3 separate regions of the Pan troglodytes genome follow, and regions 1 and 2 are each linked to region 3. A link is a contact called in public Hi-C and capture Hi-C data. All regions are on one chromosome and are shown on one strand. The core of a region is the stretch at or near the end of the contact, and the rest is flanking DNA. Distances in the headings are between cores, read along the strand shown. Region 1 overlaps CHST9 (carbohydrate sulfotransferase 9). Region 2 holds the start of CDH2 (cadherin 2). Region 3 has its middle 420 kb from the start of CHST9.

Evidence for each region. Hi-C and Micro-C count contacts between places; a contact is called where the count stands out from the background. Capture Hi-C pulls out chosen DNA fragments and counts their contacts.
Region 1: a contact with region 3 is called in a capture Hi-C map of stem cell-derived neural stem cells, with 7 times the contacts expected there. The contact joins two enhancer-like sites. A contact is called at or near these places in 3 of 7 Hi-C or Micro-C datasets (induced pluripotent stem cells and stem cell-derived neural progenitor cells) and 1 of 1 other capture datasets (stem cell-derived neural stem cells).
Region 2: a Hi-C map of stem cell-derived neural progenitor cells shows a contact between it and region 3, with 4 times the contacts expected there. The contact joins the promoter of CDH2 here to the enhancer-like site in region 3. A contact is called at or near these places in 1 of 7 Hi-C or Micro-C datasets (stem cell-derived neural progenitor cells), 1 of 1 datasets of contacts at active chromatin or transcription factors (stem cell-derived excitatory neurons) and 1 of 1 other capture datasets (stem cell-derived neural stem cells).

What each region holds. Positions count from the first base shown.
Region 1 is chr17:36,858,666-36,863,004 of NHGRI_mPanTro3-v2.0_pri, forward strand. All of the region lies in intron 4 of CHST9 (carbohydrate sulfotransferase 9), which reads right to left. The region is part of intron 4 of LOC104003113 (a long non-coding RNA gene); the gene reads left to right. Among named protein-coding and RNA genes, the nearest start is that of AQP4, 150 kb to the left of the region's middle. Within about 2 kb of position 2,931, at least 1 of the 24 cell types and tissues checked has an H3K27ac peak or open chromatin away from gene starts, as enhancers often do. A contact at or near this core is called in stem cell-derived neural stem cells, where this site is marked.
Region 2 is chr17:38,019,345-38,023,714 of NHGRI_mPanTro3-v2.0_pri, forward strand. It overlaps CDH2 (cadherin 2), which reads right to left and starts at 1,351. Exons shown (of 16, transcript XM_523898.8): 1 at 689-1,351. The coding sequence starts at 748.
Region 3 is chr17:37,448,996-37,453,536 of NHGRI_mPanTro3-v2.0_pri, forward strand. No RefSeq gene overlaps it. Among named protein-coding and RNA genes, the nearest start is that of CHST9, 420 kb to the left of the region's middle. Within about 2 kb of position 1,321, at least 4 of the 24 cell types and tissues checked have an H3K27ac peak or open chromatin away from gene starts, as enhancers often do. A contact at or near this core is called in stem cell-derived neural progenitor cells and stem cell-derived neural stem cells, where this site is marked.

The DNA of each region.
Region 1 (4,339 bases), core at 1,681-4,180, 590 kb before region 3:
GAAAATCATAAGAAAGAGAAAATATGTTCACTATTCATTAAGTGGAAGTGGATCTCATAAAGATCTTCATCCTTGTCTTCACATTGAATAGGTAGAGGAGGAGAGGAAGAGAAGGAGTTGGTCTTGCTATCTCAGGGGTGGACGAGGCAGAGGAAAATTCACATATAATTGGATCCATACAGTTTAAACCCATGTTGTTCCCAGGGTTAACTGTAGTTCTTTACAGTTTACAGAGCACTTTGGCATGGAAATGGAAACTATAAACAAACAAACAAAAGACAAATGCTTGCAGTTCAGCAAGGTAGAACAAGTTTTCCCAAATCACACAGACAGGATGTAGTGAACTTAGAACTCTACTCCAGGTGATATATTTCCAAGTTCAGAGTCCAAAATAAAACAAAAGGTACAGTAATTATAAGTCAATTTAATTCTCAATAGTTTTGGACATGCGGCTAAAAATTATAGCTAGTGGCCATCTGTCAACAAATGTAAACTATGAAACTGGATATTAAATTATATCTAATTTAATACACTGTACATAGGATCTAATTTTACATACTGTGGCCTAACAGTGTGCAAAATGTTAGGCTACCCCTATAGTGTACAGTGTCACCTCTGTCATATACCTCTGTCAAACTGGTACAGTGGAGTCCTGCCTTCCAGATCTAATTCTTTCATTACTGTATGAGCTTGGGTAGGGCCACTCAAACTCTGTCATTTATGAAATAAAGGATCATATGATTCAACTAGTAATGACTTTCATGACACATGCAGTGTATCCAATAGCAACAAGTGAAGTGGTATCCATAGTTTCTCATTCCATGAACTTGTGTGGTGCATAATATTTGCCAAGTCTGTGCATGTAATAGCAATAGCTAATTTTCAGAGCATGTTACACGTGCTGAATATATTGTCCATTTCAGAGCCCTTTACACACAACATTGGCAGATTCATGAATTATTATGTCATTTACCTTTCTACTATTGAGTGAACAGTTGTTAATTTAAATATTCTTTTATAATTTGATTGATCATTTGGCATGAAAAAATTAGGAAAAATAATTAAACAAACAAGAAAGCCAAAGCTTGAGCCCGAGGCCCTGATCCATGACATGAAATTCAAATACACTTATGAGTATCTGAGCATATTTTACTCTTCTAACAACTTCTAAAGATTTAATTCAAGAAAGGACTCCTTGACTTAAAAAAATTAGCAAAGAGCCTTACTCAAGGTACTGTGCAATTAATAACATTATTGAGAATTTTCCTAGTTGCTTCTCTCTTTTGCATATATTAGCAGCAGGTGTTGTTTTGTATTTAACTTATTATACACATTTTGTTATGTCACAGAAAATCAAAAATTTCATTTTAAAGTTCTAATTACCTAGAATTTCCTAGATGATCATTTATTTCTTGAAAATTAATGTCTTGACACAGTGCCTTTCAAATAATATTAATGTAGAAAATGTAAACTAATTTGAATTTAATAAATTGATTGCCAACTCTTTCTTTTATGTAAAAGTAGGTTGGGCACACCTTTGGTAACATCAACCCTTTGGAAAAGTTGATAAATAAAATTTAAGTTCAATTGTATTAATGAAATTAAAAAGCTATGATTGTGGTATTATCATAAATAAAATATGTGAGTGCAACAAATATTAAATAACAAGATTCAAGAACTCTGCAACCAGGCCCTCATTCACAAGCCTACAAGAACATGTGCACTTCATTAAAGTCAATGGAGTGTACCAGTTCATCTTGGCATTACTCATAATCGAAACATTTCAATTTTAGTTAACACACACACACACAAAACTAATTTAAAAGTCAAATGAGTAAATTAGTTCTATGCTCCTGTGTTACAATTCCATGTTGATATCAACTAGCTGAATTTAGCCTCAGGAGGTATGAAAAAATATCTAATACAATGAATGGAAAACCTTTTAAAGAATTACAGATCCGTTAAAACGAATGTTTTTGCAACTAACTCAACAAACATATATTTTATATTGTAAGAGCCCCTCAAAGTGCTCCATTAGAAAACAGCCAAGCTTAACTACAGATTTACTTCTAGATTTTGAAAGCAGTGAATCAAAAACTGGAGGATTTATGTAAGAAATAAAGTCCACCTCCTGAAAAAAAACATTTAAATTGAACAGTGATTGATTGGAAAATATTTTCTGTGTACCCATTCCCCCAGAAAAGGGGGAATTTTTCTGGTTTACATCTGGTAGATTTCTCAATTGTAGTAAACACTACTCACAACATATTCTAGACATTTTCTTGACCTTTATTTCTGTGATACTCTTCTTTTTTTGCTTTCCCAGTTTTTGTCATTCTTTTAGGGTCTCTCTCTTTTCTATTGTCTCTTTTTTGCTTATTTCTTTATCAATCCTTAGTGGGGGTCACCGAGGACTCTGCCCTGCATTCCTTACTCATTCATTTCTACATTTTTAGTCTTTTGACTCCACCTATGAAGTTAATGATTTACTTCATGAATACTTGTTTCCATATGAGCCTCTTCCTAAAACTAGGGTTTATTTATGGTCATTTGCAGATATCTAATGTGATCCCAAAGCTCAAAAAAAAAAAGTATTAAAATTCCTAGAGTTTTCTGCTAAGATATTCTTGTAGCTGGTGCATTCTGGCTGTGCTGCAAGCTCAACGGCCTGGAATTTCATGCCCCATGATTAGACATCCTGGCACATTTCTCCAATTTTTCAGTGTAAAGAAACATTCTTTTTATTTTCCGAAGTTTAAATGATCACCAGAGAGGCAGTTGTGTGTGTGTGTGTGTGTGTGTGTGTGTGCAGGCACTGCGCATCCTTCGGAGAGTGTGAGGGGAAGGGACCTGAGAAGAGGAAAGCAAACGCTGCCTGGCCAGTGTAGGGCGTGGAATCAAGGAGGGGACACTGACTTTGAACTCTGCACCCAGCTCAGCCATCTGCCTGCCCCCAGCCTTGTTGGGAGTGTCCAGTCACACAGACCCCTGCCTCTCCTGGCGACTCTGTGTGGAGGGATACGTGCTAGCATATGTGTACATACTTCCTAATAGCAGGAAATAATGGCTTGAAAAATTCAAAAGTCACAGAGAGGGTTATGTAGGGGCTCCTATACTCCAATAAACTAGGCTGACCAAAGGGTAGAGGATTCCACACATGGTTTCAGGCCTTCTTTTCCTTTATCACTCTGCATCATTTCTATGAATTCTTTAAAACCGTTTTTAGTAGAATTCTCTGCTTCTTGTTTCTCTGCAGTCCATATTACCTGCCTCAGATTGACGGTGTATGTGAGATTTGGGTCCCTCGCAAGGTCTCAATCTAAGTCCTGGATATTATTTCAAGACTTTGCTTCAGCCTAATCATGTGACACGTGGCCTTCTACAAACTTCTTCAGTATATGCATGCACATGTACCTGATGTGGATCCTAAATTCAAACCCACTTGGTGAGCATCCCCCTTTCTGTCTCACTATTCTACAGACCTCCTGTCTTGAGAATTCTGACCCTGCTCATCCCAGCCATGGGCTATCAGTCACCACTTATAAATGTAAGTTACTTTTTGGGCACTCTAAACAAAAGCATTAATTTTGGCTTATTATGGCTATATACACCTCATGCTTCTTTTGTAAGGAATGTGGCTTGGCTTATAAGCTGCTGAAAGGCAGAGCAGTCTGCCTTGCTATCACCCCTGAGCATGACCAGCATGCTCACCACCGCCTCTTTCCTACCTCACTCTACCCGTTTCTCTCCTCTCCTGTTACCTTGGCCTAGAACACGTGGCTTTTACCTGCCTAAGGATTTCATCTTTGCTGCTTTTCCTGCACAGAGTGCTCTTCTCCACTGGTTACATGGCTGGATCCCCCTTGACCCAAGTCTGTGATTAGATGCCACCTGCACAGGCAGGCCCCTGTTCCTGTCTTTATAGCACTCTGTTGCTTCCCTGCAGAAAATCTCACAAAATCAAAAACTGTACCTTTGTTTACTTGATTAACTCTCCCCTCAGACAGTAAGCTCTCGGAGGTCAGGTACCTGGACGTTTGCTCACCACTGTATATCCAGTGCCTAGCACAATATGGGTCAATAAACACTAATCAAAGGAAATAGTGTTAGAGTTTTCCTAAGCTCTAGGTTGTGTTAGAACATTATCTTAATAAAGGTGATGAGGATGTTTTATATATCTATACTTACATCAATCTCTCTTTCTATAGTTGTGTGTATGTATACATCTATGATGACAGATATAGTATGCACATATGATATTAAAGACTTTATTTAAATACTGATTTACAGTATTGAATCACTGTATGCAATACATAATATTATTAGGAGAGTTTCATAA
Region 2 (4,370 bases), core at 101-2,600, 570 kb after region 3:
AGATACTGGGCGTGAGAGGCCAGACTCGTTCTACAGGCAGGCGCTGACCGGCAGAGACTCCTCCGGGCAAGAGGGCCAGATTTTCTTTCCAGGTGGGACCAACACAGAATATTGTGAGGGCAAGAGAAGAAGAAAAGGAGGCAACTCCAGACTGGGATAAAGACAATAGGACAGTGGAGCCCTTGAGCACCGGGAGGCGCACGGGTGCAGGGTGGGGGTAAGGTGGAGGCAAGTCCCGTAACTAAGACACCAGAGTGAGAATTCCTACTGTAAACTCGCGACCCATTCCTGCAGAAATAAACAAAAAAATTGGAGCAAAGTACTATGCGAGGGGCGAAAGGCACAGAAAACTGCAAAACCTGGGAGTTATCCTGCCTCACCCTCTTGCTGCCTGGGGACACCCCCCGCGAGCTTGCTCGGCCCCGAAGAAGGAGCAGAGGGGACCCGCAATCCGGCCCCTAGAGCCCCGCCAGGAAAGGCGCGAGAGACCTGCTGGCTCCGGCAGCCCTGCCCCGGCGCCCGGACGGAGCCTGATGCCTGCGCAGCTCCCGGCCGCGCGGCGCGGCGCGGCGTGGCACCTCCCTTCCCGGGTGCGCAGCCCGGCCCCGCAGCGGCGCGGGGAACAAAGGCACCCGGCGCCGCCCGCCCCACCCCGCCCGTGGCCCGGCCCGCGGGGACCGCCGCGTACCTGAAACAGGGCCGCCAGCAGCGGCAGCAGGGTCCGCAGCGCTCCCGCTATCCGGCACATGGAGGCGGAGAGGGGCCGAGCGAAGAGCCGGAGGCGGCGGCGGCGGCGGCGGCGGAGGAGGAGGAGGAGGAGGCAGCGGCAGCACCAACAGCGGCGCGGAGAAACGGCTCCAGGCAGTTTCCACCCCCTTCCCTTCCCCTCCCCTCCCCACCCCCTTCTTCGCTGCTCTCCGCTCCCCGCCAATGGAGAGCGAGCTGATGACAAATAGCGGGCCGCGGAGTCCGCGGGACTCGCACCAGGAGTAATAAAACAGACCCAGAGATCAAGGAGCTGGGGAGGGGGCGGGGGAACAGGGCGGGGGAACAGGGCGGGAGAGCGTGTGAGCGTCTGCGAGTGTGTGGAGGCGGCTGCTGTGGCAGCGCAGGCGGCTCGGCTCCGGCCCGGAGCGCAGCGGAAGCCGCGAGGGATGCAGCGGCGGGGACCTTGGCCGGTGGAGGATGTGGAGGTGGAAGTGGAGCGGATGGCGCTCCCCAAGAGCTCCGCCACGCGAGGTTTCGGGCTCGTGGTTTTGCTTCCTCCGGGTCCCCGCTCCAGGGCCGCTCGGCGCGACGAAGACGCCGGGGACAGCGCCGCGGGGAGGGCGCTCCGGGTCGTGCGTGCTGCACCCACAAAGAGCAGCAGTCCCGCCACCCCGCGCCTCCGCTGCGTGGGGGCCGAGGGGCGCTTCTCGGCTCCTCTTTCCGGTCCCCCGGCGAGTTGGAGACTGTTCTCCGGCCTCGGCCGCAAGGGGGTGAGGCGAGGGGCCGGCGCGGTCTCTCTCGCCGCTGCTCCGTCCCGCGCAGCTGCTGCCGCAGCCGCCCCTGCTGCCCGCGCACCGGCACCCGCCCGCCGGTCCTCGCCCTGCGCCGCTCACTCGCGCGCGCCGCCCTCCGTCGCCGACCGCGCACCCCGCTCGGCCTCCGCTGCGCGACCTGGGCGAGCCGCCGCCGCTCTCCCCGCGCTCGCCCCACGCGCTGCCTGGCTGCGCGGCCCGCTCCCCTCTCCTATTCCTCCCGCCGCCGCCGCCGCCGCCGCCGCCCTCGCCCCCGCCTCCCTCCTCCGCCGACCCTCCCCGCCCGCGTCGTGGCCAATCGGAGGCCACCAAGCTGCGGCTGTAGCCGGCCGGATCCGCGGCAGCCGCCCGCCCCCGCCCCGCCGAAGCACCCCGTATTTTGCTGCAGCCCGCGGGGGGTCGCCGGAGGGAAGCCTAGAGTGCGCCGAGCACCGCCCCGGCAGGTGGAGGGGCTGCGGGAAATAAAATAACTTGGGCAGGAACTTGATTGGTAGCAGGTTCATCTTTGGTCCGCGGTAGGGAATCTAATGGAGATGAAGAATGGTGGGGAAGGGGGGGGCGGTGTCTCCTTGGGAGCCTAACGTACGCTTCTTTATTTTGTCATTCTTTGGAGATGGGTAATCTTTCCTGGCAGGGGCAGACACAGCAAACTAAGGACGCAGACCAAGCTCATCCTAGCTATTGTTGTCTGAGGCGCTCGCCGGGAGCCACCTGCGGGCGGGGGAGGGCGGAGGCCGCGGCTCCTCTCTGGAGCTCGCACCTTCAGCTCCCACCCTTGCGGATGTACTGGAACAGCCCAAGTTTTTGTGTTCTTGTTTTGTTTTCTTTTGTCCCCTCTGGGAGTTTGAGAGTGCATGTTTGTTATTTTATTTGAAATCTCCCGTTTTCTATTTCTATTACTACCCGTTAGTGGTACTGCTCACGTTTGGGGTCAACAGTTTCAGGGTACTTTTACCCTCTCCTACCACCCCTAACAACAATTTTTAAAAAAGAGAGAAACTAAAAGCTGGAACTTGTGAAAATAGGATTATATAAAAGATAAAATGACTGATACAGAATTCTCACCATGTAAAGGATTTCTGCTGGCTTCCTTTAAGGCATGAACTTCAAGTGCAACACAGTGAGAGACTTTACAAGTTTGAGTCACAAGCATTTGTGGAATGGAGCAGGGGGTGGGGAGCAGTTTTTGTTTTTTCTAATTCTGGTGAGGTAATAAATTTTCCGGAACCTTTTTTTTTAAAAAGGTTTACAAGTAAATAGAAATATCCGTTTTATGTAAGCTTTTCAACACTTGGGAGATCGGTGAACTTCATTGCAGTTAATGAATATTTTCTGCCTTTATTGCTTGCTTTTCTGCTTTGGGTGACTGAAATATTAACATTATTTGAGTTTCAAGATAACGATCATTTAAGAATCTGATGATGAACCTTTAAAAACCAGCTACTAATTTCTTGACATAACTGATACAGCTTTTAATAATGTACTGTTGCTGGCTAGGCTTTTAAAAATTTAATATTCATAGGGAGGCTTATTCAATTTTAATTAAAACATAATATTGTAAGCTTTTTATGAAACAAAATTTTTCCTGGATTTTCTTTCTTTTCAAAAGAATAAGAAAGGTTATGTTAATTAAATTTAAAAGATGAGATGAAACACTTAATATAGTAATCAGAAGTGCTTGTTCTTACCCTTTCTCTTCTTTTTTTGCTAGATATTATTGTCACACTATTGCTAGTCCGCCTAAAAGTTATCTTTGCAATAGAGTATTTATAAATTATGCTTTCTGGGAGTCATGCAAAATAATAGTAAAAATTCAGTTGAGATATGGGGATATGTTTGTTGTATTCCAAAGTGAGATATAGAGATCTCATCTCCATGGCTAAGATTTAAGGTTCGACCCTCGACGTGGGGTTTCGACTGTATCCTCATCACTCCTAGCAGTACCCATTGATGTTTATTGCCATTCTGATTAATTTAAAGGTGGAACAGATTTCAACATGAATAACTCTATTTCTTGTTAGTAGTATTTACTTGAAGCTTTAAACATCATGTCCTTTATAAATTAAACACTTATGATTTCAAAATCTTTGGAATGGCTGTCAGTCAAGGAATTCTCTGATTCCAACAGTTTTTGATCCTTTAAGTAAGCACTTGCAGCATTTTTTAAAAGTCCAATTTGCGTGCCTCTCACTCTTCAGTGGTTGCGAATTGTTTTAGAATCTTGCCTCACTTTAAGTTGATCACCTGGTCAGCCAAATCTTGCTAATAATAATAGGCCTCTGATTACAAGAAGGAATAGTCTAGTCTAAAATCATGCTGTTGGAGACTTTGTGCATCCATTTGATGTTAATGAAAGTAGATCTGGTGTTGACTATGATATCCAAACACAGCTTTACCTCAGTAATACCATACCTAAGATTAGCTAACGGGGCCATTCACTGTCCTGGGCAAGTGATGACCAAACTCGCAGATTTTTAGCCCCTGCTCAAAGCATTACTTGTCTGAAGACTGGTTTTCCATCAGCCTGTAGAACTCCAGGGTTGTAGGGGATTGTCAGTGACCCAGAGAAACAACCAGGTGTTATTAGGGGTTGGATGGACGGAGACAAGAAAAAAAATATAGAATAATATAAAACATGACTGCATTCACACATCAAAAATCAACCTAATCCTTCATTTCTGACCTATGGAGTGATGCCTGTTGACTATAAGAGGTCTGCAAACCGTTATGGAAATCTGATTAAATGATGTGCTCTGAACACATGGCCCGTTTTTATATATATGTAGAGGTCACAATGATTCATTTCTAAGCATTCATTTTTATATATGTGTAGTTTTTATATGTGTGTAG
Region 3 (4,541 bases), core at 71-2,570:
CTTGTCACACCAGGCAAAAGTGAGTCATTCTTTCTGAGATACCACAACACTTTGTAAACATCACAGCATTATCTAAACTATATTGCAATTATTTGTTGACATGCCCGACTCCACCGCTAAATTGTGAGCTAGCTTATTCTCATTTATATCTGCCCCACTATTAGCATGGTGGCACACAATAATCTTTAATAATCTTTGTTTAATGAATGAATGATTATATTAATGGCTGAATTTTAGAGTTGGCCTATTGAGAATCAATAGTTTGTTTTATATACACAGGAAAGAATAATGAATTCAAAAGTTTATGTATCAGTCATTTGTATTAGGGCAATATTAAGAACAAACAACAGGGACTAGTGCTTTCTTGATCCTGGCATATGTGCCAATTCCTAATCTCTTGCATTTGCATGTGTACAGACATGGCCTTCTTTTTTCTAGCTGCCTCTGCTAAACATTAAGTACATTAACAGGCATGGTAGAGGCAGATAAGATTAACAAAGCGGGGAACAGAAGTTCATAGGTTTATTCTGGTAGGAAATACCATAGAAAGAATCCAGACCCCACTGCAAACCTCACATTCAGCAGGATAATTGAATCTTCACATTCCTGTTTTAGAATCACATTGAGCCAACACAAAGCTTGATGTACTACTTTCTCTAGGCCAGTAGAGGGCAGCACACACTTCATTAACCAGGGAAGCAAGGTTGTGCTAGTCACACTTCAGCAGCCGGAGCTTGGAATAAGTGTTCTGGCAACAGAGATCCCAGGATTCTACCACTTCAACCAAAAGTCCCCTCGAAAATGCTTATTCTTTTAAAAATTTTGTATTAACATCATTTCACCGGCTTCCAGCACACTTTTCAAACTGTAATTAGATATTCGCCTTGAGGGACAGTGCAGCAGAGTGGAAAGACCACATAGGCTTTAGGACCAGACAGAATAGGTTTGTACATCTAGAATATACTACTACTAGCTGTGTGCCTTGGTCAAGTTACTTAATCTTTCCAATCCTCCTTGTTCTTATTTTTAAAACACAGATAATAAGATCTACCTCATGGGTTAATGTAAGATTGAATAAGAACATTTGCATCAGTTTGATGTTTTATTATTGTCTTGCCCCTTGTCTGTTTCTTCCCATGTGGGGCAAACAAACAGTATCTACAAATGTCTGTCATGCACATTTTGTCTTGCAACATGTCATGGCAGAACCAAAAAGTGCCTATCCAGAACCATCCTTGAATCAATCTGCCAAGTGAGCCCCATGTTTCTGCCTGGAGCTCACACTGGAAGCAGGCAGAGGACTACTCAAGAGGCAGAGGGGAGGATGGGCCTGGCCCCTGTTACAACCTCCCAGAGCCTCTATATGTGTCTAGGGTAGTGGCTGGCAGGCTGGGGAAACGTGGGTCAGAGGAGTGGCTGGGGCTTTTCAGAGCTCAGGAGGGCTCCTAAAATGGGAAAGAAGATTAATTTATGTGAGGTCCTGTCCTGGGCAAATTTCAGATACCCACTACGTGTCAAATCTGGAATTTGAAAGTGTCTTAGTTCCTTCTGGCTTAGATAACAGCCAGATAACAGAGTACTATAAAGTGGGTGGCTTATAAACAATAGAAATTTATTTCTCATGGTTCTAGAGGCTGGGAAGTCCAAGATCAAGGTGCTGACAGATTCAGTGGTTAGTAAGGACCTACTCTTCTGGTTCATAGACAGCCATCTTTTTGCTAGGTCTTCACATAGCAGAGGGACAAGGGAATTCTCTGAATTTCATTCATGAGGGCTCTGTCCTCATAACCTAAACACTTCTTAAAGGCCCTGCTTCCAAATATCATCACATTGCAGATTAGGTTTCAACATATGAATTTCGGGAGTACACAAACACTCAGTATATAGCAGAAGATGAGGTAAGAATCAAAGGTGTCATAGCCGGAAATAATGCAGGAGCACCAATGAAGTCCGGGAGGCCCAGCAAAGAGTACTTCTGGGCACAAGGTGTGGAGGGTTTAGACAACTGCAGCAAAGAGAGGCCTCAGCATTGAATCAACAAGCAGAAGCTACTGAGGGCCTTGGGGTTTCTGCAGTTAAGCTGTAAGAAACTAGGCAAAGAAATAGCAGTTTACAGGCCAGGTGTGATGGCTCAAGCCTATAATCCCAACAGCTTGTGAGGTCAAGGGAGGCTGATAACTTGAGCCCAGGAATTTGAGATCACCCTGGAAAACGTGGTGAAACCCCATCTCTACAAACAAACAAAGAAACAAAGAATACAAAAATTAGCCAGGCATAGTGACATGCACCTGTAGTTCCAGCTACTGGGGAGGCTGACGTGGGAGAATCCCTTCAGCCCATGAGGTCAAACCTGCAGTGAGCCAAGACTGCACCACTGCCCTCAAAGCCTGGGTGACAGAATGAGACCCTATTTCAAAAAAAAAAAAAAAAGAAAGAAAGAAAAAGAAAAAAGAAAGAAAGAAAGAAAAGAAAAAGGAAAAGAAATAGAGAAAGAGCAGTTTATTACTGCACTATTTCTCATAACCTCTTCAATTTAACTTCTTTAAGCTTAACAATGGACAATACCTATTACTTTATTTCTTTGAACTTTTTTCTTCATCTGTACAATATGGGCCATAAAATTTCAGGGATATCTTGCGAAGATGAGATAAGATAGCACTGCTGCAGTTTCGAGGACCTGGTAGGAACTAAAGAGTTAGAATTCTTGCCTTTCACATATACATATGTAAATATACATATTTACATCGCTCACAATGCTTTTTGATGTTGTTTATCTTACTATATTTTCCACTTTTAAAAAAGAATATTTGATCACTAGATTTAACATAATATTTTATAGATATGAAATCAAATATTAATAAAAGTATACTCTAATTTCTCAATCTTGTATAAGTCTCACAGATTTTATTACTAAAAATGTTTTGGTTTATGTTGTTTTTGAGCTAGAGTCCAACTTTATTTCTAGTGTTTCAATACAGACATGCCTAGAATTGGGAATTTGTCTTTTAATCTGAAAAATTAATATCATATGAATGGATAATTGTAATAATGGATTTTCTAGAATAAGTTCCACTTGGTGAAGATATATTACTTTTAATGTACTGGTGCTGAATTCTGTTCGCTGTTATTTTATTTAAGGTTTGTGCATGCATAGTCAAAATTAAGATTGCTTAGGTGTTTCTCTTTTTGTGTCTCATCTTTGTCCAAGTTTGGGATCAATGTGATACTTTACCATGAAATAACAGAGTTTTTCAAGAAAATAGTTCACATACTTATATTGTGAATATGTAAATGGATGGGAGGAAATGATTCTGGGTGAGAGACATTTAGGTAGTGATAGGGAATAGCACAAAATCCATAGACTATTTTACCTACGCAGCAAATTCTAGGAGTGATATGAGTAAGTAGCTCATGTAAATGTTACCGGGCAGGTATCCTGCCATGGAGAAAGAAAGGTTGAAACCCGCTGGTCCAGTTAATCTGTCAGGTTCATTCCATTCTATTTGTAATAAGAACCAATTCTCAGCTATAAACTCCCCCACCTCTCAGACAGTGCATGACCATCACTAGCATTTATGAGAGTGAGTGAGAGCGAGGCAAACACTGTTCTAATGATCTCTGTGGGATCAGCTGGCAGGTACATGTTGATCAGAGGCCAGGATCAAATAGTGACATTGATTTGGTCATTAAGTTCCTTTTGGTTTTCCAGTCCACCTCATTTAAACCTCTTCTGTTTTTTGGGTGTTTAATTTTCCTTGTGGAGTCACTGCCCTTGATAAAAGTTTCATTACAGGGCTGGGCTCAGTGGTTCACGCCTGTAATCCCAACACTTTAGGAGGCCGAGGCAGGTGGATCACTTGAGGTCAGGAGTTCATGACCAGCCTGACCAACATGGTGAAACTCCGTCTCTACTGAAAATACAGAATTAGCCTGGTGTGGTGGCAGGCACCTGTAGTCTCAGCTACTTGGGAGGCTGAGGCAGGAGAATTGCTTGAACCGGGGAGGCGGAGGTTGCAGTGAGCCAATATCGTGCCATTGCATTCCAGCCTGGTGACAGAGTGAGTCTCTGTGTCAGAAAAAAACAGAAACAAAAACAAAAACAAAAACCAGTTTAATTACTATTACTGGTTCTTTGTGAACAAAGTATGATGTAAAATGCCATGTGCTGCCCTCTGCAGGTTATTGAAATAAATGGCCACTGTCAGTCATTCTAAGTAGTTTTGTCAGAAATTTTGATGAGCTCTCTATGTTTTGTTTTGCTTTTTATCTTGCTTACATAGTTCTATATGCACAACGTCAGCATTTTGTCCACTCAGTATATGTTTATTGTTCCTAGTAGATACCAAGTACTCAACTAGGTCTAAGGAAATCATTGACAGATAAAAGCAGATAAATTACATTCTAACACTGTATTTTGAAGTTAAATATGTAATGTTTCTAAGATGAAAAATACTATGAAGTAAGAGAAGGAGATACAAAATGATGAAGAGTGTTACTTACATGAAGTTGCCATGAAAGACTTCTTTGATAAACTGATATTT